Linked DNA regions of Sus scrofa: region 1 is linked to region 2. A link is a contact called in public targeted proximity ligation data. All regions are on one chromosome and are shown on one strand. The core of a region is the stretch at or near the end of the contact, and the rest is flanking DNA. Distances in the headings are between cores, read along the strand shown.

Region 1 (3,402 bases), core at 118-2,617, 53 kb after region 2:
TTACGAGTTAATCAAAATAGGATGGAATGTGTGTCATGGTAGAAATATAAACTCTCAGCACTCAGAAGTTTACTCTTCTTCCCAGGTATCTTGTACCCATCTACCTTTTTGATTACACATGATGACACAGCATTTTCTGTTATTCCTCCGCACTAGCCCCTATGTTAAGGGCTGAGATCATGCCTTATTTCCTGGTGTCCCTCGTGCCTGTTAAGTAATAGCTGCTTCCTTGAAGAGTCATTCAATTAAGACATTCTTCACCATTACAACTTGGGCCAGATTGTGTGAAACCTCACATTAGATTCTGGCTGCTCACTTAAGAAATCAGTTTCTTGGAACCGAGGCACATACTTTTGCAGTGGGAGGGAACTGAGAGAACATGTCGTCTAACATTTCACCAAATCCGGTGTGCAGATCACTGGCGATACCCAAGGAAGACACCTTCTAGAATGTTTACAGGTGATACATGAAAGAACATTTTAAATTTCAATTGGATGCAAATATGTCTGTGTACAGAAAAACATCCAGAACGATGCAGGGCTTTCATAGATTAATGCTTAAAACAGTGCTAAATTTATTTCAAACAGTAACTGCAGGGCAGGTGAGAAATGCATGCTATTAGAAATCAGCCAAGTGGTTGCCTTGGTGTGGGAGTAAGGGGCATGGGTGGTGGGGGGTTTCTGGGGGGGACTGGAAGTGTTTCTCTACCTGGGTGCTGGCTGGATAGGGCTGTTTAGTTTGCAAAAATTTAGTAAGCTGTATTACAATAATTGCACTTTTCTGTACGTACAGTATACTTCACTTAAAAAGTATTTCAAAGGGTGGGTGTAATTAAAGATAGTAAATAGTAGTACATGGATATGGGAGAAATCCTAAACCTGGTACAGGAAAGGCAAATTTAGGACACACAGACTAACCCTCCCCTGTGTAGATGGGAAGAAAGCCAAGGGATGGCCACAAACGAGCTGCTTGTGCTTGAGCAGGAACTGCCCCCCACTCAACCTTCTCTCCCATTCTTCCCTTCCCCCACTTAGGTCCTCAGCTCCTCCAGGATGGTCTTGTCAGCTGCTCCCAGGGGTGAGCATGAGCTTTTCCCGTCAGACACTCCCTGCCAAGTCCTAGCTCTTCCAAGGAGCTGCCTGCCTCACTTGGCTGTTTTTTTCCATTCCTCTGAGCCTTTCACCATATGCTCTGCTAACTAAATTGAAAGAGACAGATCCTCCAGCATTTAACAATTCCATTCGTGGGAATTGTTACTTTTCTGGGTCTCCGTTTTCACACTTGTAAAACCAAGAGGGGAGGGGAGCTGTACAAGGGTTAGGATCTGCACTTTGGAGCCAAGATGCCTCAGCTTAGATCCCAGCTAGTTTCATAACCCCTTGTGTTTCAGTTACTTCATCTGTAAAATGTGAGGGTATGATTCACCCGTCTCAGGGTACTGCTGATAAAGTGAAACAAGATAATTCATGTCAAGTGCTTGAAACACTGCTCAATAACTGTTCGCCATTATTATTCACTAACTGCAAAGTGGAGAAAACAGAAGCAACCTTTCCCATCTCAAAGAGTAACTGAACGGATAAAATGGGATGGTGGTGTCAGAAATGTGAAAGGGAGGGAGGGAGGAAGGAGGGAAGGAAGCTAAGATAGGGGGTGGGAAAGGGGAAGGTCTGTCTGATAAGATTTGGGATGGATGGCAAGAAGGTGGGGGGGGCCTGGGGGTCCTTGGGCGCCACCCAAGACCTGCCCAGTTAAAAGACCTAAACTTCCCTTGGGGCTTAGCTCCTTCACCCTCAGCCCTGGGTCCCGGATTCTCAAGAAAGGAAGGTAATTCCCGATGGGTAGTATGTTTCCTTTCTTTGGAAACTCAATACACACTCAACAGCCCGCAGGCAGGAAAGGGACCCGTAATTCTCCGTAGGGTTAGCTCTGAACGGTCTTCTCAGATCGTGGCTGCCCAGCACCAGCCTCCGACCACCTTGAACGCTACCTGGACGGCCGCCACCACCGACGTGTCCTGGGGTAAACACGGGGCGGTGGCTCTTTCCCGCCGCGGGGCATCCCCAAGGCCTCGCCCGTTTCTGGATTCTCCAGGCCGGCGCCCGTCGTCGGGCTCACGACGACGGCCAAGGGCTGCCAGGCCGAAGGCTCCAGGACGAGGGACCCAACCAGGGCCGGTGGTCGCCGACCGTCTGGAGGGCCCCGGGGCCGCGACGTGGCCCTCGGTCATACCTACTGAGCGGCCGCCACGTCCTCTCTTGCCCTGGGCTTCCCGCACGGCCGCCCGCGCCTCCTTGCTCTTGGCGCAGCCCATGGCGCGCGGGGCCCTGTGGGAACGCGCGGCGAGCAACGCCGAGCGGAGGCCGAGCGCCCCCTGCCGGCCGCCGCCGGCGACACCCTGCTCCCGCGCCCCTTCTCTTTCAAGCAAGTGCGTTTTTTTCTTTTCACATTAAAATACACTCACCAAAGATAAACAGGAAAATACAAAGGTGAAAGAAGGAGGGATTCCTGGCTGTGGAGCAGTGGGCTAAGAATCAGACTGCAGCGGGTCAGGTCGCTGCAGAGGCGCGGCTGGAGGCTGGGAGCAGTGGGTGGAAGGAGCCCAGGTTGCCGCAGCTGCGGAGTAGGTCACAGCTGCATCTTGGACCCAGTCACTGACCAGGGAACCTCCACGTGCCACATGCAGGGGGCGTGGCCATAAAAAGGGGGGGAAAAAGCACCATCCAAAATCCTTCCCTTTAAACTACATTTGCTGTCTACTCCTTCTTTCCAGGTTTGTTCTTTCCCCTCAATGAATAGTTTTGCACCCAGCTTTTCACCCCCTTACCGTCTCTTTTGTTTATATGGCACTGACAGCCTTCTGATTTGCCCTATATTCTTCCACGTCCTATATTTTTCCCCAGCTTCCACGTCCCTCCTCCAAAAATGTACACCCCAGCAGACTAGCAACTTTACGTATTTTTTCCTTTGCTGTATCCCAAAAGCCTGAACAGTGCCTAGGACCTTGCAGGAAATCCATACTCAAGAAAAGAAGGGAGGAAACATCTTTACTAACTAGCCGTGTAATAGTCCTTCCAGTAGAGCTACCGCACTACGCCCACCTGGTTCTTTTAGACATTTACTTTGATGCTTGTTTTGAAATATTATGAATGGGGTTGCAGTGAGTATCTTTGTGTTTACAGCTTTAAGGCTCTTCTTACACATGGCCAAATTGCTTTTCCAGAAAAGCAGTCCCCATTTGTACTCCTAGTGGTAATGAATGAAAAGTTCCACTCTCCCAAGGGTGATCTTTTTAACACCAAAACCACATTGGGCCACCTCAAGTTTGTGTGTGCCCAGGGGTGTGTGTCCCTCTTCTCAATCAGTACCGTGCTGTTTTTCCTTCTTTCAATTAATTAACATATG
Region 2 (3,394 bases), core at 377-2,876:
TTTTTAAGGTGTGGACTTTAGGATGATAACACTAATCCTATAAGCACTCCATTCTCTGCTAAATAATGCCTTTCTCCACTCAAACCTGGTGTTCCCTAAAGAATTTTAGAACCTACCGCTTCTTCCTAAATGTGGGCAACAACTGGCTGGAAATTCACGAACAGTTTCAAAGCAGTAAGCCTCATTACCTTGTGTCTTCTTTCATTTCTTAGTACTCATTAAAATCCAAAAATAAATCAAATGATACAGAGAGTGATAAGTGTGCTTAAAAGAGATGTGATAAATAACTTTTTAAAATTTTAATTATAACTTGGTGGTATGCTTTAATCTTGACATTGCACTTCACTAAATGTCTGAAATTAACTATGATAATATAGAAATGAAAACATCAGATCTCATCAGTTAAGTGGATGTAAAGCTTATATATAAAGTGATCCTTTTTACTCCCACTGGTGTTAAAATCATGACCATCTGTTTATGACACAGGTGGAGAAAAGAGATCAGACAGGAAGGAATATTGATAGAACTTTGTCTCATTTTACTTGCAAACTAAAGGTCTGAGTAATACAACATATTTTACATCAAGCTAAAAGTCTTTTTAGCTCCTTTAAGTATTTTCCATTAATGTGCTATTTGTCTTCCAAGTCTCTCTTCATTTCCTATACCCATTCTTCAAAAAGGTAAGATTCTTTTAGAGGAACGAAAACATGGTAAATAAAAATGCAAGTTAACTGTTACCTGCTTCCTGAATGTGCACCCATCTAAATACACCTTTTACATTTAACTGAGGCCTCAGGCTTAATTCTAAGAAGGCAATGTTCCAGTATGACTTCCATTTCTTAAAAATTACTTCAATACAAAAAGACAATTAAAGCAGATGTATCACAGTGATGGGATGAGGCTTTCTAACTTGGTCACCAACCACACCAGAGGTGGACTATCACCAGGCTGCAAATCCCGCTAACGTGCACCCAGCCTCTCAGCCTTTCTCCCGTCTGGTGGGCCATGACCTCGTGCGTGGGCCCAGGGAGGACTGCCACTACCACCCTCGCCACCAGCCGAAGCAAAGATTTCTTCTTCGCCTATGCTTCTACCCAGCTGTTAACTCAAGGCTAGAAAAGCAACCCCTGAAGGGTAAGGAACTCGCTCTAAGGGCTTGCTGGTCGCTCTCCCCTGAGCCTGGGGTTTCCAGGTTTCCCTCCCTGAAAATTACAGAGGAAGATGAGAGGGACGGACAGAGATAAGCATTTCCTGATCCACCCTTCGCAGTACTTCTCTAAACACTCACATTCGGCAGGTACACGGCTGCTAAAAATTTTTAAGTTATTTATAGAGTTACTAGGAGAGAAAGAACAAGGCAAGGAGGAAAAAAAGGACGTTTAAAAACCTATTTTCAAAGCTGAAAATAGGTCCATCCGCTCGTCCAAGCTTCCCGTTCTGAAAAGTATGTCTCATCAACATCGATGAACACGTGAGCTGGCCCCGCGCGTCCTTCTCATTTCTAAGGATGTGCTCGGTGGGAGGTCCGCTCCCGGTCACCCGGGCTTGGAGAGGAGGGCTGAGACCACCACCGGCCCCAAGAGCCGGTTCCCCGTTCAGGCGCATTACAGAGACGTAAAGCTCGCCCACCTACCTTCAGGGTTTGACCATGGCCGCCTATCTTTCGCCGCTTCACAAACACAACGGGCACGTCGGTTTCCGAGGTCAGTTCGGAGAGCGCTCTCTCGAGGCCCCGCCCGTCCTCTGTGGCACAAAAGCAGAGCGAAGCCGGTCAGTCTTTCCGCCCCGGGCGGCGGCGGGAAGTGCGCGGCGGGGGCGGGGCTTCCGCGTCCCCAACTGCACTCCCCCCCCCCCACCGCGCGACCGCCCCTCCGTCCCGGGCCCCGCCTGACCTTGACCGAGGCCGGCCAAGGGTCGGGTCCCGGGCGGGAGGACCGGGACGGCCTCGCGGCCAGCCGCAAACGCCAGGCAGACCCCAGGAAAGGGCAAGTCTCGCTAAAATAGACGTCACACGTCCCCAGTGGGTCCCGAATTCAGAAACGCCTCAAAAGGAAGCTTAGGGCACAGTTATCTCAACTTTTCAAAAAACACCTTCCAACTCAATCTGCCTTTGAACTCTGCATCTATACAGAGTGCCAAAAACCAACTTCCAATGTTTCTTTGAAGTTTGAAAACATGGGGTAAAATGAAGCCCACGCTGCCCACTTACGGGTGCTTTAAGAACCTTGAAATAATACAGCAACACCCTACCTGACAGGCTGGGTGAAACCGGTCCAAATTTACAAACGAGTGAACTCAGGTAGAGAATGAGTCAGTCAGTGAGAATTAAAAATAGACTCCATTGATACTGACATGAGGTCCATTCATGAGACAAAAACCACACCTGCACCCCAAAGTACAGTTGTTTGATGATAAAAACGCTTCTGTAATGCGTTGCATAGATTAACACTTAATCTAACTACCCTTTCGAAGTCGCTCCTATCAGGTCCATTTCACAGATAAGAAAACTGAGGCACCAAAAACCCCCTATCTTGCCCAAATTCAAGCAACCAGAGTTAGTTAACAGCAGAGCCAGGAGTCAAACCAGGCAGTGTGGTGAAGCCTTTAACGCTTAGCGGGTACTGCCTGATACAGGGAGATAAGCACGGGTTCCTCTTAGTTGTCTCGTTTGCCGGCCTGGGGAAAGTCACGGGAGTCTGAGCCTTAGTCTCCCCGCTTGCACACACAGAAAGCATGATCTGCCAACCTCTCACGATTTCTGAAGATTCAATGGTGTGAAAATTCCTTGAGGCTTGCTTAAACTCTCTTAATGTTGAGAAGGGTCTGTCAATCTATTCATCACCTTATTACCTGCATTTCAACACCCGTGCACTAAGAAATGATACAAAAGTCCATTTCCTCCGATATTCTGCCCACTGCCTCTACGGAGACGAGCTAGAGGAAGGAAACCTCCGGCCGACAGGGGGCCGGCCTCACCTCCACGCACGCTAAGCTTTCACCCACCCGGCGAAACAATGAATGCGGCCAAGACGCTCACCCGCCTCAATAAAGCCTCACCCCTACTCAGACCCGCCCTCAAACATCTCTCCTCGCTCCGCATTCGCAACGCACCGGCAGGCGGATGCTCTCGGCCCGGGGTTCTCGCAGCGGGAGGCCCGGGGCTTCCTCCGTTTTTGGTGAGCCCGAAGCTTACAGGAACGCGAGCTGTTGGGCAGCAGGCGCCTCTCTGACGCGCCCCACCACCTCGCGATCCGATGCAATGCGGGACCGGAGACGACTGAAGGGAAAGGGAGGCCGGTTCCCAGAGGCTCGGAGAAGCCACGCCCTCCCCTGAATGGGCGGGCAAACCGCCAGAGTCAGAATGACAAAGCAAAAATCCACTCCTCGTGCAGCC

The links.
Region 1: a targeted proximity ligation map of alveolar macrophages shows a contact between it and region 2. A contact is called at or near these places in 11 of 47 Hi-C or Micro-C datasets (adipocytes, alveolar macrophages, embryonic fibroblasts and 6 more) and 2 of 2 datasets of targeted methods (alveolar macrophages and skeletal muscle).

The regions. Positions count from the first base shown.
Region 1 is chr5:80,285,749-80,289,150 of Sscrofa11.1, forward strand. No RefSeq gene overlaps it. Among named protein-coding and RNA genes, the nearest start is that of TRNAA-UGC, 45 kb to the left of the region's middle.
Region 2 is chr5:80,232,941-80,236,334 of Sscrofa11.1, forward strand. EID3 (EP300-interacting inhibitor of differentiation 3) reads right to left here and starts at 1,627. Exons shown (of 1, transcript XM_021092633.1): 1 at 1-1,627.